5 separate regions of the Mus musculus genome follow, and regions 1, 3, 4 and 5 are each linked to region 2. The links are chromatin contacts, called in public capture Hi-C and promoter capture Hi-C maps. All regions are on one chromosome and are shown on one strand. The core of a region is the stretch at or near the end of the contact, and the rest is flanking DNA. Distances in the headings are between cores, read along the strand shown.

Region 1 (3,403 bases), core at 90-2,589, 310 kb after region 2:
ATCAAGTGAGCCATTCCCATGCCCCTTCCCCTCAAGTCTGTTTTCAAACTCATTTATCACTGATGCTAAGAATCTGATTAAAGGGAACCGGGGCTCTCTGACATTGGTAGGATTTTGTCTGTGAGTTTTAACCACAGGTGCCATGATGAAGGACATTGAGCAACCCTCTTATGCCCAGATACACAAAAGCCAGGAGCTGCGGCCAGGGCTGAAATGAGTTAGATAGCTGAGAATTCGACTCTAAGGGACTTGGTCCTCTGCAGAGTCCTTCAAGGTCCTTTCCGGACAGCATTCTGTTGTCCCTTAGAATCAGGAGAGGTATCTGGTCCCTCCAGGCTACTGTGCCTTTGAGTTTGGGGTTCTGTCCATGGTGGTGGGACTCTTTCAGTTTCACAAGGCCTCTCTGTGTTTGATTCTTGGATTTGGCTCTCAAGTATGGCCAAAGTGCCTATTAATTTATATAGTCACTACCTTGATGACCCTGTAGAATACCTCCTATAGGCTCATACAGTTGGGTGCTTGGTCCTCAGTTGGTGAAACTGCTTGGGAAGGATTAGGAGGTGTGGCCTTGCTGGAGGAGGTGTGTCACTGGGGTAGGCTTTGAGATTTCAAAAACATACGCAATTCCCAGTTACCTCTCCTACCTCCCTCCCTCCTTCCCTCCCTCCATCCCTCCCTCCTTCTCTCTCTCCCCTGCCTCCTGCTTGTGAGTCAGATAGATGCGAGCTCTCAGCTACTGCTCTAGCCCCATGCCTGCCTGCTCCCCTGCTACTGTGTTCCTCACCATGATGGCCATGCAAGCTGCCTTGATCATGGTGTTTGTCACAGCAATAAGAAAGGAATTGAGACAGCCTCAGATCCCCCAAGAGAAATACAGAGACTGCTTGCTTTTCTGTTTGGCCCTGTCCTGGGTCATTCCCATTTCACTGCTCCTGTACCTCCAGGTTGTATGGACAATGAAGTCTGGAGTTTGTCAGACTGGCAGAACCCTTGTTTCCAGCATGAGTACAAGAACAGACTCTCAGGTTGAAGCAATGCCTTTTTATGCATATGTTGAGATCTGAGCCCAGATTCCCAGAGTCTAGGTGTGAAAAACTGATCTACCAGGAAAGGAGATGGGCAGAACAGGTCCTAGCTGGCCTGTCTCCAGGGATACTGCCAACTTCCTGAGAATCCAGCAGGGGGCAGATGGAAGCAGGCCTGCCAATCAATCACTGCCTTCGGTATCTGAAAGCTCAGACCCGCCTTCGGATGATAGCTCCTGGAATTAGATTGGCTTTTACTTGTTACAGTGGGTTGGGCTTTATGGTTCCACGGTTGGTTCCTTTGGGGAGGGGCAGAGCAGCTCCGGACCTGTTCTCAGACTCATCAGCTGAGCATTACAGAGTCTTTCCCGACCAGTGACTGACTGCACAGTCTTCGAGGCTGGAATAGCAATCATGCCCGTGACTCTGGGTTATTGGGATATCCGTGGAGTGAGTGGGAGGTTGGGCTGCTAGGCGGGAAGGGCCCAGGGTCAGAACACAAAGCGGGACTACAGGCTTGGTTCCACGAAGAAGATTCCCATCGGGTTTTCCTTGACCCCCCCTCCCCCTCTCTGTCAGAGCCACACCCCCCAGTCCAAACTCTGTCCCTGCCTTTCTCCCTCTCCCCCGCCTCCCTTCCTCTCTTCTTAGTGAAAGGTGTAAAGGCGTCCCTAGAGGTGGTGAAGGATTTCACTAACGGACTTATGTTACCCACTATCTCTCACAGCTGGGTCACGCCATCCGCCTGCTCCTGGAATACACAGAAACAGGCTATGAAGAGAAGAGATACGCCATGGGGGACGGTAATGACATTCTTCTGGTCACACTCTTCCCCAACTTCTGTCCACTGGTGCCCAGCAGCTTCTATCTATCTCTCTGTTTCTTAGCTTTGTGGATCTCCTTCAGGCAAACCCAGAGCTTATCCCTTCCAGAAACTTCCTTGAGGGTGCAGCTTTGGTTGTCAATATAGAATCATGGTTGTAACATGCTGGCCCTATTCTGACTGTAATTGGGTGAGGTTTGCCCACTACAGGCACTGCAGGCCTAGTGCTTTTGTAAGCCTTAGTTAGTCATTGAAAGGCCTATAGCCATTCAATAGCTCCTGGGCTTGGATTGGCTTTTACTCACTACATAGCTGTGCTATTCAAGTGTGCAGCTTTGGTTGGAAAGACTTACTGGGTCAGACTGCATATTCCTTGCACAAGGGGTCCTGCCTTTGACTTCTTGTGAAGGGGGCTTAGACGTCGTGACGTCCTTTTCACATCCTCTTGTCCACCACAGCTCCTGACTATGACAGAAGCCAGTGGCTGAATGACAAGTTCAAGCTGGACCTGGACTTTCCCAATGTAGGTGCTGTGAAGGGGAAGTTTGGGGAAGACATGGTGATCTCACCTCATCTCCTGGCCTGGCTGAGGGTTTAGGATCAGTGTTTCTGCTCTCCTGCTCCATCCCTGCTGGCTGCACAGTGTTCTGTGATGGGCTGTGTCCCAGCTCTCTCATTCAGTGCACACTGTGCCCATGGAGGGCTTCCCACGGCAGGCACACTGAGTGCCAGGCCCTGTGTCTTCTCTCACCCAGGGAAGGGATGGAGGGACCTCATATCCCATCTGACCTTCCCTGCTTGTCCATCCAGCTGCCCTACTTAATTGATGGGTCACACAAGGTCACCCAGAGCAATGCCATCCTGCGCTACCTTGGCCGGAAGCACAACCTGTGTGAGTGGGGCTGGCTGCAGGGTGGGGGACCATGGCCACCTACCCTGGTCTTGGCAAGGGTGGGCTGCTGAGAGTGAGTCTGGGCTGTGTGTGCTGCAGGTGGAGAGACAGAGGAGGAGAGGATCCGTGTGGACATTTTGGAGAAACAGGTCATGGACACTCGAATTCAGATGGGCATGCTTTGCTACAGCGCTGACTTTGTGAGTCTGCACTGTGTGGTATAGACAGGGTTTGCAGCAGGAGTCAAGGAAGGGCCTGTGTTCAGTTCCATGCATGTCCTCTTTGGAATGTGAACCCACCCATACTGATTTATCAAGCTCTCCTATCCAGCCAACAGTTCTTGCCCCACCCCCATTTTGTTAACAAGTACAACATACCGTTTCCAAGAAGTTTTGCGGTATTGTTATGATACCAAGGGCTGCAAATTCATTTCCTACACAGCAAATTCATATGTTCAATTCTTTTCAACTTTGACCTTGACCACTGCCATGAGCCACCTTGTCCCTGGGGTTCACAGATGAAAACCAGAGGGGAAAAAGGTCATGGGTATTTAGAAATCTACCCAACAGATTTCTCAGAGCTGAGTTCTTAGTGGTAGCAAAACTCGGGGCCTCTTGCTGGAGCTCACGGTCAGCTAGAGAACCACTGTCTCTTTCAACACCC
Region 2 (3,030 bases), core at 219-2,718:
TTTATCACCTAAAGATGACTCTCTTCAATACTCTGGAAGCCAAGTGTTAACGACCATTTTACTTGACAACAGGAAATAGTTTTAAAACTTCACCGATATTTTCTGAGTCAGCAAAAGGATGGAGATTAATATGTATGTATATATGTGTATATATAAGTATGTATTGAGCCTGTCAAAATTGTGGCACCTGGAATGACATATATATATTTTGACAGGCTCAATACATACTTGCCAAGAAAAGTAATTTCTCAGTGGTAACCTGGAACTAAGAAAATGTCTGCTTTCCCTAACTTTTAAAGGAACCCAGTGGTTTGCAAAACTGCTCAAAACAGAAACTGAAAGTTACAGTATCTACAGCATTTATGACAGTATTAGTTAGCATTTTCGAGACTTGAAAGTTTTTAGGTTGTCTGCTCTTTTAATAAACACAACCACACAGCTTTGACTTTACAAAACATTTAGCTTTCAACACAACACTAAAATTAACTTGCTTTCAAACCTCCTCTCACATACACACACTTTGGTCAAATGGAATCAGTGTATTAAAACTCTTCTGAGAACCACTGTACATTCAAGTTCCCACAAAACCAGATTGTAGGCAATATATTTATCCGAGCATAGCTGAAAACTGCCTTCGCTCTTCAAAAAAGATTAAAATGTACAGCACAGGACGGATTCCTACAAACTCATCCAATAGTCTCTGGTAGCTTCTATTCAAGGAAACTCCTTTCACTTTTCTTTTTCCTAAGCAGTCAGACTTAGGTTGAAAAGACGGACGCAAGGCTGGTGTCCCCCTAATCTACTCCAGGTTAAAGGTCCCGATCCCTCTCCGCCGCCTGCCCCAAGCAGCCCCAGCCTCTCGCTTCCGCGGGGAGTCAGGATTAGCGGTGACTCAGCGGGACAAGTGCAACGGGTCCGCTGCAGTGTAGCTTGGGGAATCTCGCCGGGCGCCTCGGGAACCAGATTCCCCGGGTCCCGCCAGACTTAGGTTCTCCGGGCGCCCCATGACACTGCAGAACCCAGGCCGCGGCGCGGGCCCCAGGCCCGCCCACCCAAATTTCGACCCTGCTGCTTCCCGCCGTACGAACCTGTCGTACTCGGACCGAGTGAGGAACATGGCGAGGACAGAAGGAGGCGGCAGTGGCTACGCGGGGTTCCCAAAGGCCACACGATTGAAAGCAGCACCCTAATCAACCACACCGCCACAGCACCAAGGACCCTGCAGCCGTCTGCGCGTGCGCACGCGACCTTTTTAGCCCGCCCTCCCGTGCTTCCCTTTTATTGGCTGATTGATATTCTCGCCGCGATGATTGGACTTGACAAGCTTCTTCACCGGACCTGGGTTAACAGGGAGGCGGAACTAGAGAGCACTTCCGCTTTCCGTCACCCTTGGTTGCTACGGGCGCTGGGACTCGAGGCAACCGGTGAGAGTGAACCTCGTCGTCGAGGAGTGAGCACGCCGCGCTTTGGATGGCTGCAAGACTTGGCCTGATGACTGGGTTGTCGGAATCGTGACGTAAGTCTCGCCAGCTCGCGTAAATGCAGCCGGGGGACACCGGTCTCTTACTTCGCGCTCGCCTGCCCAGCTCTTCGCTGTCTTCCCGGCTCGGTGGCAGCCGGAACTAGGTTTGCTGAGGACTTTTTGACTTGGGTAGAGAAATGTGTGCGCCTCTACCAGCGTGCCCGGCAGTTCTGCCAGCCGGGCTTGTTGAAAAAAAAAGTTTTAAAAGTTGATAGGTTCTAATCAGCAAGAACGTTTTTCAATTTCTTGCATAGGTACGATTATTTTATCAAGTCTTTCCTGGATTCGTACACATCACCACCACCACCCTAACTATCCAAGTTTCAGACCCAGACCTGGAGTTCAGTATCGGAGCTTCAGATTAGTCACTGCTTTTAAGGACCTTAATTTGTGTATGTGCTTCTTGTTTTCTCTTCCTAAGGGTAGAAGAGCAACTTGAGCTTTTTTTTTTTTTAAGAAACATTGTAAATGAATCATTTATCAAAGAAAGTTAGGTGGTTAAGAAGTCCTGACTCGGGCTGGAGAGATGGCTCAGGGGTTAAGAGCACTGGCTGTTCTTCAGAAGGTCCTGAGTTCAAATCCCAGCAACCACATGGTGGCTCACAACCATCCTGAATGAGATCTGACTTCCTCTTCTGGTGTGTCTGAAGACAGCTACGATGTACTTACATAAAATAAATAAATAAATCTTTAAAAACAAACAAAAAAAACAAAAAAAAAAAGAAGAAGTCCTGACTCTCTAGGAATGTAACTCGGTGACAGAGTACTTTCATAGCATGCATGAACCTCTGCCCAGGCTTGGCGGGGGTGGGGTGTGAGGTGGTCAGAGTACAAAGTTTCAGGTAAGATTAATACCTAATGGAGATATATGATACACCAGGATGACTAGAGTTAATATCTTACACTTGAAATTTTTCTAAGAAGGTAGATTTTAATCACTACCAAAAAAGGCAAATGTTAGTGAAAGTTAACTTAATCGTGATATATACCTATATCAAAACATAATTCTGGTGGCTGGAGAGATAGCTTAGCACCTGATTCCCTTCTAGATGCCCACATTTGGTTCTCAGCGTCCTAGTCAGGCTGCACATAACTACCCTTTATTCTAGCTCTAGGGGATCCACTGCCTTTTTCTGCTCTCTGCTGGCCCCTATATATGTGTCACACATAACACACACACACAAACACACACACACACACACACACACATTGAAAAGTCTTTTTAAAAATACCATTCTGGGTTGGGTGTGATAGTTCCTTTAATCCCAGCACTCAGGAGGCAGGGAATCTCTAAGTTCAAGACCAGCCTGGTATACCAAGTGAGTTCCAGGCTAGCCAGGGCTATGTAGAGAGACCCTGTCTCAAAAGTAATATTTTTAAACATCATTTTTTATAATGTAAATGTAAGCAACTACTGTTTGTCAATTATACCTTCATGAAGGAGAAGGAATAGGAGGGAGGGAGAGGCCGTGTAATGAGCCATATTTGTCTGAAAGGGAAAGCTAGTT
Region 3 (3,319 bases), core at 584-3,083, 500 kb after region 2:
GGCTCACATCTGAGTAGGGGGCCATATTATCACGGTCACTGTTACACTGGCCTGTAGTTAGCAGTGAATGTCTGTCAAGTGACTCATCCATTCCAACTGCCCAGTTAATTTAATTCCTATTATGTGCTATGTCTATCAGTTCGGAGTGAAGTGAAATGGGGTGCTACCCAGAGGAAGCCTCCCAGCTCAGGGTGCAGGTCAAACGTAATCACTACTCTCACTAGTATTCAGTGGTTCTAAACGTAATTACTACTATCACTAGTATTCAGTGATTCTAAACGTAATCACTACTATCACTAGTATTCAGTGGTTCTAAACGTAATCACTACTCTCACTAGTATTCAGTGGTTCTAAACGTAATCACTACTATCACTAGTATTCAGTGGTTCTAAACGTAATCACTACTATCACTAGTATTCAGTGATTCTAAACGTAATCACTACTATCACTAGTATTCAGTGATTCTAAACGTAATAACTACTATCACTAGTATTCAGTGGTTCTAAACGTAATCACTACTATCACTAGTATTCAGTGATTCTAAACGTAATCACTACTATCACTAGTATTCAGTGGTTCTAAACCTTCTCAATGCTGAGACCTTTCAATACAGTTCCTCATGTTGTGGTGGCGCCCCAACCACAAAATTATTCCATTGCTACTTCACAAGTGTAATTTTGCTACTGTTATGAATCATAATGTAAAGCATATGATATGCAGGATATCTGACTTGTGACCCCCCAAAGAGGTTGCCACCCACAAGTTGAGAACCACCAGTTTAAAATAATGTAGAGAATGAATGAATGAATGAATGAATGCCAACTTAACTGGGAGGAATGGGTTGCGTCCAGTGGGAACACAGAAAGAAGGAATTATCCATCAGCCTGAAGCATCCCAGAAGGCTTTGCAAGACAAGGATAAGATGTGATTATAACCTTAAAAGGTGAGACATTCACCTTAAGATGGATGGGGGAAAGGAAGACTTCATGTCCGAGGAAGCAGCCTGAGCAAAGGTTTATGAGGGACGTTGTTGCTCTGAGCTAGGTAGTGCAAGGAAATGGAGGACACGTGACAAAAGTGCCCCTTTGAGACCAGACCACTCATCTGGGCATGACGGGATTGAAACACATTGAATCAGGATAAATGGAAGGAAGAAAAAGATCCTGACGTTGGCAATATAATTAATAGGCTCCTCTTGATAGGTTAATCTAGATCCATTCTCATGTAAAGACAAAATGTGATTGCACAAATGCATTTCCAACAGAGTTGAGGGAAATCTAGAGTCCAGGCACACCAACCTTTCCACATAAGCTGGGTTTGGCAGCCCAGGAGCAGGGGGCCAGCCAGTGCTTTCAGGTTAAGCACCTGAAGTGTCTCCTGGCAGAGTGCAGAAACACCCAGCTAGTTGTCACAGGACCAAGTCCTTCCTCTCCTACCCAGGTAGCTGGATGCTCCCCACTTCTCCCTACAGCCAGGGGAGAGGATAGTATAGTAGTATAGTAGATTCTTTGAACAATGCATAGGAGGGAGCAAGCCAATCTGCAAACCTGCTGCCCTGGGTTCCATGAGGGACTTGAATGGAGCTGCAGCAGAGAGGCGTTGGTCCATCCCCATTCAAGTCCTGTTCAATGTACTCTGTCCGTTTCCTGCTCAGATTTGAGGATTTTCGGGCCTTGAGGGAAAGTCCCTAGGGGCCAGCATTAGACCGAGAACAATCACACGAGATTGACAAGAGTGGCGAGCACAGAAGGAAAGGCAGTGTCTTGTCCAGAGCTCGAGAAGGGCGGGGGAGGGCGGTGGAGCCCGGGTTACTTTGAGGAGGCTGCACAGCCACAGAGCGACGGGGAAGAGAGCTAGCGGGGACGACCAGGCGGCCCGCTTGGGGGAAGGGAGTCGGCGGCTCAGTGGGCCTCTGGGGTGTAGTATGTGTCAGTGCCTGTGAGTGTGTTTGTGTGTGTGTATGTCTGTGTGTGTCTGGCGGAGAGCCAGGGTGATTTCCCATAAACCACATGCCCCGCCAGCCCGCCCGCTTAAAAGGCTGTGCCGAGGGCTGGCCAGCGAAGCTCGGCCAGGGGAAAGTGAAAGTTTGCCTCGGTGCTCTCGGTGTCGCTGCGGCTCTCTGCATCCCAGGACAGCGGCGTGGCCCTCGACCGGGGCGCGGGCTCTTCAGCCACTAGCGAGCAAGGGAGCGAGCGAACCAGGGCGGCCAACACGCCGTGCCGGGACCCAGCTGCCCGTATGACCGCGCGGGGCGCCGCGGGGCGCTGCCCTTCTTCGGTAAGCTGCAACCGTGGCGCGCGGGGCCCGGGCCGGGCTGGGGCAGGAGCTCTGCAGCAAGCAGCAGGCGGCTCTGCGGGGCCACTTGGAGCGGACAGCCCCTTCTCGCCAGCTGCCCAGGCTTCTCGGCCCTGGGTTCTGGCTTCCTTACTGCTTCTAAGCTACGGCTGAGGCCCGCGGTATTTCAATAGCTGCTCCTGGGGCTGCAGCGCTTTGCGAGGTAAAGAGAAGGCTGCTCATCCCATTGCACGGAGGAGAACACTGAGCTACCCACAGGCTGGAGAGAGAGATGGGGGTCTGGGGGGGGGGGGTATCGCAGGGATTGGCACAGGCCCAATGTCTGCCAGAATGGTCAACCAGGTCTCCAGGTTCCGAGTGACACAAGATCCGAGTGTGGCATCATCCCCAGTAGATATCTTTCTTTGGTTGTTGCACATGTTTTAGGCCCCAGTTGGGAGTGGGCCTTCAGGGTAGGGAAAATTCAGGCTCACTCAGCTTTACACCAGGACCTGTGCTGAGCAACCTGTTGGCAGAGAGAGAGAGAGAGAGAGAGAGAGAGAGAGAGAGATGGGCATGCTGCTACTTGTTCAATGGATGTGTAGGAACTATTAGGGACTTGGGTGGCTCTTTGAGGGGAGCTGGACCCGAATCTTTTCTTGAAGAAAATGAGATGGGGCTATTCTAGACTCTGCGGCTGACTGAGGAAAGAAAGTGCAAGGAGAGTTCAGAGCTGCAGCTGATAATGGGCTGCTCAGAAGCTGTCTCCAGTAATGGCAGCAGATGATAGCATGGCTCTTACAGAGTGAAGGATGGTACTTTCAATCCACAGCAAGTGGGTTTGCTTCAGAAGAGAATGAGAGGGAAAACCTGGAGGGTAGGAACCGAACTTGTGATGGGCAGCGCGTTGCAGGTGTCTGGGAGGAGAGAAAAGTAGAACAGCAGAGAGAGGGGCTCAGTGAGAGGCAGAAGGTGGGGTTAGGAGGAGGGGAAGGGAGGAAGTTATCCCACATGCAACAAGCATAAAGAGAGAAGAGGGAAGAAA
Region 4 (3,091 bases), core at 313-2,812, 280 kb before region 2:
ATGTGTTCTTGCATCAGCCAGAGGCCAGAGGTACCATGAAGACTTGCTTGAAGTATGACCTGGTGTCTTTCAGAGATTTTCTTCCATTCTACCTCTCATCTGTCTTTGGAGTACACATGCCAAGCCAAGACAAAAGGGTAGCTTGGTGGAACCCTGACTATTATTATATTTCCCCATCATTTATATTCCCCATCACTGCTTTGACAGACCTTGTTCTACATTAGAGCTCAGTTCCCTTCCCTCTGCTCAAAACCACTTCCAAAACGTTATCAGACGCAAATAGCGGACCTAGGAGACAGGCAGAAAACAGATTTCTTTGATACTTGGTGATCTCATCAGAGTTAGGTTACCAAGAATTTCCTGCAGGCCCCACTGGGAATTTGCTGAGGAAACCTCAATGTACCTTAGAAGCCCACAGATTTCCCAAATGTTTGTCTTCGTCGCGTAAGGCAGGGTTCGAGAAAGTTTCCTGAGGCTGAAGCATGTTTAAAGGCCCAGAGACGCACGCTTACTCCCTGGAGACTAGTGCAGCCTCAGCACGACCTGGTTCGCAGAGGATCCCGGGTCCCAATTGTTTGGAACGCCCAATTTTTAGTTGCTAGGCAGCTATCCCTCCAGTTATGACAGATGTATTCTGATGCGCCACCTGGCGGTTCAACTAAGAAGGCTCCTTGAGAGGAGGCTGCTGTGAATGGAGGGAAGGCGACCTGGATACGCACTCTGGAGCCTCTGTTGGAAAACGCTGGCTTCCCAAGGCATGGGATTTCTGCGAAAGCTGACGAAAGAAACACTAAAAGATGACCCAAATGTTTCCTTCTCGCTTTCACCTAAAAGAGAGCTTCCCCATTTTCAAATCAACGAGAGTAAGAGAATGTCAATATATATATATATATATATATATATATATATATATATATATATATATATATATATATATATATATCTCAAAGATCTCACGTGTCCTACTTGCAAAACTGTCGATTAGGTCACACTCCTTGCTGTTTAACTATGCAGACGTCATGGTTGCTCACTGAGACGGCTGTAAAAACGTGGATGGATTTGGTGGGGAGGAAGGATGGAACTAGTTTTTGCAGTTAGTGCTGGGGCCACTCTAGGAGACCATCCCTGGAAGATAACGAAGACGCCTGTCTTCCCCTAATCGTTTTACATGCCATGTTTACAAAATAAGATATGCTTAGAAATAGCCCCCTGCCCGGAAGAGTAATAGGTGCGAAATGAGCTGCTGCAGATGTTTTGGAGGGTTTCTCTACTGCGTGCTTTACGTAAGCCTGTTCGGTTAGTTGCAAACCCTGGCTCGTGCACTCCCACGCCGCGCGCCAGCGGTGGCGGCTGCCATGGAGACCGGCAGGTGAGCCGCACAGGCGCGCGTGGTCCCTGCCCCACCCGCGCTGAGCGAAGAGGATGCGGTTGTCAAGGCGACATGGATAGGAGGAGGAGAGGACCGAGGGAGGAAGAAGGATGGGCTGCCTTGGCGTAGCCGCAGGGAGGTGACTGAAGCGAGTCCAGCCCCTTGCATCCTCCCCCTGTGTACCTCCCTCCTCTTTTTTTTTTTTTTTTTTTTTTTCCTCCTCTGCCAGCATAAGCAGCCACCGCAGCACCTGAGCCGCTACTGCCGCTGGCTCAGGACAGCGCTATGGCAGAGCCTGGTCACAACCCCCATCCTTCTGCCAGAGACGGAGGAAAAACTGAAAGGCGCACACCCCGGCTTCTGTGGCTGTTGCTTTGGGCTGGGACCACCTTCCAGGTGACCCTGGGAACCGGACCCGAGCTTCACGCCTGCAAAGAGGTACTGTCCACTCCACCCCCTTGACCTGATCTCACTTTGGGAAAAAAAAAAAAAAAAAAAAAAAAGAGCTAAAAAGCCTAGATCCAGATAGAGACCTTGGAGATCCAGTCACAGTTTCAGGGGCCATAGAGTTCAATTTTTTTCTAGGGATGAGTAGGAGCTGGAGCGAGGGAAGCAGGCTGGTGTCGTCATGGGGGAGGCCAGCCCATCGGAGGACTCCTAAAATAGATCACCCTCAGGAGCTCTCAGCAGCTCTGGCTCAGGGAGTAAGGTCCGAAAGAGTGACAGTTCTCAGAAAGAAAGAGAAAGAAGACAGTAGCTGCTTCCCAGATGGGTGAAATTACCTAGAGAGTGATTGGAAACATCGAGAGACCAAACAGAAAGAGGAAAGGAGGGAACTGGGATAAAAGTAAAGTTAAGGACTGGTAGTAGACTGGGGTCAGAAGCCCTTGGGTCTGAGGGTGGGAAGCTCGGGAGACCAGCCGTAGGATCCTACCTAGTAAGTGCCCTCTGTGTTAACATCCAGTTGCTCGCAGCTGCTGGCTGAGGCCCTCCTGGAACGCTTTGCCTGTTCCCTTGCACACTTTGGTTAGTGTTTAGCACATGTCCCACCTTCTCTAGATTTTGAATTCTACAACATATCCCCCCCCACTCTTTCCTTTGAACTTATGTTAGCATATGCCACAAGTCCTTTTCAAGGTGTCTCTAAAATGTTAACAACATAATTCACAAAAGAGGTAGTGAATGTCTTCTAACAACCACAACAACAAAAATGATTTTGAAAATTGGTTTTTGGGGGGACATATGACAAGACAATAGGAATACCAAAGTTAAATAGTTTTGGTATTAGTGAAATAACGATATTTGGTTTGTGCTGTAAGTGACTTAAAAACATATGGTAGAGACAACATTGAAATATTTACAAAAAGTATATTGGGGAAGGCAGAATAAAATTTATGCAGAATGTGAGAGATTTGAAAACATGTCAAAAGTCTAGCACTGTAGGGGAGATGCTAAATATCAAACCTAGCTAAGGTTTTGAGGGGTTAAAATAGTCCTTTAAGTCACCAGTGTTAATTAACAATGCCAGTGCAGTCCCATAAATACAATTATGGAGGGTCCTAACCACTAGCCTATCTACAACATAGCAAATCACAAAAGAAGCAAGTGGGATTCATTAATATTTGAGTGGCCCATAGGTACTGGACTTGGTGTTGCATCCCTTTAATCGCCAGCACTTAGGAGGCAGAGGCAGGTGGGTCTTTGTGAGTTTGAGGCCAGCTT
Region 5 (3,406 bases), core at 607-3,106, 360 kb after region 2:
AGGACAAACCACACCAAAAAATAGAGTCTGTTTCTAATCCTTCCAGTTTGGGTTGATAGAAAGATGGCAACCATAGAAGCGAGCAGAATAATCCTTAGCACTTTGGCCTGAAACCCAACAAAGGTGATTCCAGATGAGGAAACTTACGTGGTTAGAATTGTAGCAGAGGCGAACCAGCTGCATGCGGAAGTCCATGATCTGGTTCTCCATGATGTCTACTCGTATCTTTTCTTCTTCAGTGTCACCACCTGCAGCCAGATGGCAACAAATCACCCTCAGGATTGCCAACCTCCAGGTGAGCCAACTGCCTCCTCCCTCCTATCCCCTTCAGCCCACTCACACATGTTGTGCTTGCGTGCGATGTATCTCAGGATGGCGTTACTCTGGGTGATCTTGTTCTTCCCGTCCATGAGGTAGGGCAGCTAGAAGGGGAAAGTTAATGTGAACCTAGTCCTCCAGGACCGCCACTCCTCTGGAAAAGAGAAGACTTGCAAGGTGTGTGAGAGTAGAAGCCAGGAGAAATAACTAAATAAATAGAAAGTAGCACTGGGTCCTCACCTGACTCTAGACAAGGGTGCTTAATCCTGTGTGTCACTGTGAATGTATGTGTGGCATATAGACGTTTAAAAAGCAAAATGTAAATATTTTATACCTTAAAGTATGTAAAAGTAGGGTGATTATGGATACATTTAAAAAAAAAATAGGTGTTTTAACAACCAGGACACATGAGGATACATTTAGGATACCATGAAAATACCTGGAATCTATCAGTGATAAAGTCACAGACCTGGCTATCAACTCATGTCTCTTATAGCCTGCCTTTAAGAGGAGAATATTAGTGTTTCTCAGACGTTAGTAGGAAATAAAATGTTATTCTCAGTTCTGTTCAATGACCCTTGAATTCTATCCATTCTATAAACGTGAAGAGTCTCTATCTAGATGCTCCCAAGCCAGAGATGAAGTGAAAACAGATACACTTGAAGGCCTTCCCTTCTGCCCACTCCTCCAAAACCACCTACGTTAGGAAAGTCCAGATCTAGCTTGAATTTCACGTCCAGCCATTGGCTTCTATCATAGTCAGGAGCTGTAAGAGAGAAGTGGGACCCAAGCCCGTTACCGACCTAGCTGAGACTTAGACCTGTTATCTCAAGTTCCCAATCCCCAAAAACTAACCCTTGAGTTTCTGCAAAGATGGGCCTGAACAGCAAGAGATAACTCTATGGGCCTCTCTTGGCAAAGTTCCCAGCTTACAGGAGCAGGGGGTCCCACACCATCTTGGTGTGGTACAACCCTCTGGGTAAAAAACAACTGTAGCGCACCCACAGACATTCATTACCTTCCCCACAGATGTACCGTTTCTCCTCATAGCTGGTATCAGTAAACTCCAGAAGCATGCGGATAGCATGAGCCAGCTAAAAGCAGGGGATGGAGAAAGACCCCGGTCAGCGCGCCTGCGCAGTGCCCACTTGCTCGCAGGCCCCCTCCGTCAATGTCCCCAACCCAACGCTGCCAAGCTCCTGCGTCCTGTCCAGGGAAATTGTCCTTAGGCAGCCCCTTCGCTCACGCCCGGGAACTTCCAGTACCTTATTCCTCTACCCACAGTCCTGGGGACCCCATAGGTAGGCTGGAGATCGGCCCACCGGCCCCTGACCCCCGCCCGGCCGCCTGCACCTCTCTGTCCCAGAGGCTGGGCTGGCGAGGGACCACTCACCCCGCGGATATCCCAGTAACCCAGAACCATAGACTTGGATGACATTTTGGGCGATCTTAGCCCCTTCGGGGATACAGCGATGGACTGTGGGCGGCTAACTTTATACTGGACGCTGTGGGCCGGGCTGACGCGACCGAACTGTCTCCTCCTCTCTCGCTCTATGCTCCACCCGCCCTCCGCGTGGTCAGTGGGCGGTGCGCAGGCGCAGCTGCTGCGGCTCCTGAAATCCTCCGGTGTGAACTTCTCCCAGGGCTGTTGATGCTTCATCTACTCTTCTGGCAGTGGGGGCCTGGACCTTAGTTACCCGGGAAGCGTGAGTCATGTTGCACAGTTGAGCTGGCACATAAAACTACGAGGTAGGAAACGATTCAGGTATAAGGTACTTTGGGGATAGAAACATTTTCTATGTAAGATACAAATGGCTCTGTGAAGACTGAGGGAGGCTGGGGACACTAAACAGGTCCACTGTGAAAAAGGATAGGTCATGCACATTGGAAATGCCTCAAAGGACACTCCAGGAAAGAGGAGGGTAGAGCAAACACCGAAAGGTGACAAATAGCTATGCAAGATAAACAGCAGGTGCTGTCGAGTTAGGCTGGTTTATGGGAGGAGTCAAAACATTAAGCATTTGGGGCAGGTTGCAAAGGGTATGGACAGCCAGACAGACAGAGGGTGTGAGTGTTTTCTCTCTGCTCTGTGGGGAGTGTATAGGATCTAGATCATAATGTTCACTAGCAGTATAATGCAAGACAGACATATGATTGTTTTTAAATGGTTTGCTTCTAGTTTTTTTTTTTTTAAGGAGGCAATGAATCCATAGTATACTTACGTAGCCCAATATATACTGTTTCAGAATGTAGTATGAAAATTATTGAGATGTCTTCTATTTTTTTGTTTTAGTACCTTACATTTAAAACACAACTCCACTAAGGGTAACCTCATCTTTTAAAAAAGATTTATTTATTCATTTTATATATGTGAGTATACTGTCGCTCTCTCTCTTCAGTCACACCAGAAGAGGGCATTGGATCCCACTATAGACTGTTGTGAGCCACCTTGTGGTTGCTGGGAATTGAACTCAGGACCTCTGGAAGAGCAGTTGGTGCTCTTAACTGCTGAGTCATCTCTCCAGCCCCAGGTAACCTCATTCTGATGCTCAGGATCCACAAGTTAGTCGGAAAATGATAAGCATATTGTGGAGTAAAACAGCACAAAAGGGGAAAGGCCCCTTGCGGGTGGGACCATCCCTGGGCTGGGTGTCTTGGGTTCTATAAGAGGGCAGGCTGAGCAAGCCAGGGGAAGCAAGCCAGTAAGGAACAGCCCTTCATGGCCTCTTCATCAGCTCCTGCTTCCTGACCTGCTTGAGTTCCAGTCCTGACTTCTTTCAGTGATGAACAGCAATGTGGAAATGTAAGCTGAATAAACCCTTTCCTCCCCAACTGCTTCTTGGTCATGATGTTTGTGCAGGAATAGAAATCCTGACTAAGACACCAGGCCTCCCGGAGCCCCAAGTCTGGGTGTGGGAAATTATGTCTCCCCGTTAGTTTAACTGACTCAAACTTCAGACTTTGTAAAAGGACATTTTTCTAAAATAAAGAAGAAATGGTACAGAGACATGTGACTGTATAATGCCTGGGTTGATTCCTCCCAAGAAAACAAAAGCCAGCAACAAATTAACTTGAGCCACGAGTCTAA

What was found. Promoter capture Hi-C pulls out the DNA fragments that hold promoters and counts their contacts. Capture Hi-C pulls out chosen DNA fragments and counts their contacts.
Region 1: a capture Hi-C map of macrophages shows a contact between it and region 2, with 2.4 times the contacts expected there. The contact joins the promoter of Gstm6 here to the promoter of Psma5 in region 2. A contact is called at or near these places in 2 of 39 promoter capture datasets (the 3T3-L1 cell line and cranial neural crest), 3 of 115 datasets of contacts at active chromatin or transcription factors (embryonic stem cells and stem cell-derived neural progenitor cells) and 1 of 9 other capture datasets (macrophages).
Region 3: a promoter capture Hi-C map of neutrophils shows a contact between it and region 2, with 2.2 times the contacts expected there. The contact joins the promoter of Csf1 here to the promoter of Psma5 in region 2. A contact is called at or near these places in 3 of 39 promoter capture datasets (liver, macrophages and neutrophils) and 1 of 115 datasets of contacts at active chromatin or transcription factors (bone marrow-derived macrophages).
Region 4: a promoter capture Hi-C map of pancreatic islet shows a contact between it and region 2. The contact joins the promoter of Elapor1 here to the promoter of Psma5 in region 2. A contact is called at or near these places in 1 of 39 promoter capture datasets (liver), 1 of 115 datasets of contacts at active chromatin or transcription factors (memory CD8 T cells) and 1 of 9 other capture datasets (pancreatic islet).
Region 5: a promoter capture Hi-C map of stem cell-derived epiblast-like cells shows a contact between it and region 2, with 5 times the contacts expected there. The contact joins the promoter of Gstm5 here to the promoter of Psma5 in region 2. A contact is called at or near these places in 3 of 39 promoter capture datasets (embryonic stem cells, liver and stem cell-derived epiblast-like cells).

What each region holds. Positions count from the first base shown.
Region 1 is chr3:107,941,670-107,945,072 of GRCm38.p6, reverse strand. It overlaps Gstm6 (glutathione S-transferase, mu 6), which reads left to right and starts at 1,339. Exons shown (of 8, transcript NM_008184.4): 1 at 1,339-1,475; 2 at 1,753-1,828; 3 at 2,307-2,371; 4 at 2,659-2,740; 5 at 2,840-2,940. The coding sequence starts at 1,440.
Region 2 is chr3:108,255,364-108,258,393 of GRCm38.p6, reverse strand. Psma5 (proteasome subunit alpha 5) reads right to left here and starts at 1,468. Exons shown (of 9, transcript NM_011967.3): 1 at 1,089-1,468. The coding sequence starts at 1,117.
Region 3 is chr3:107,758,983-107,762,301 of GRCm38.p6, reverse strand. Csf1 (colony stimulating factor 1 (macrophage)) reads left to right here and starts at 1,833. Exons shown (of 9, transcript NM_007778.4): 1 at 1,833-2,277. The coding sequence starts at 2,239. The region is part of intron 1 of Gm40121 (a long non-coding RNA gene); the gene reads right to left.
Region 4 is chr3:108,535,012-108,538,102 of GRCm38.p6, reverse strand. It overlaps Elapor1 (endosome-lysosome associated apoptosis and autophagy regulator 1), which reads left to right and starts at 1,562. Exons shown (of 22, transcript NM_001346518.1): 1 at 1,562-1,807. The coding sequence starts at 1,655. 1700013F07Rik (RIKEN cDNA 1700013F07 gene) reads right to left here and starts at 519. Exons shown (of 5, transcript NM_029314.1): 1 at 404-519. The coding sequence starts at 484.
Region 5 is chr3:107,894,304-107,897,709 of GRCm38.p6, reverse strand. Gstm5 (glutathione S-transferase, mu 5) reads right to left here and starts at 1,856. Exons shown (of 8, transcript NM_010360.2): 1 at 1,712-1,856; 2 at 1,337-1,412; 3 at 1,020-1,084; 4 at 341-422; 5 at 148-248. The coding sequence starts at 1,756. 4933431E20Rik (RIKEN cDNA 4933431E20 gene) reads left to right here and starts at 1,497. Exons shown (of 3, transcript NR_015459.1): 1 at 1,497-2,067.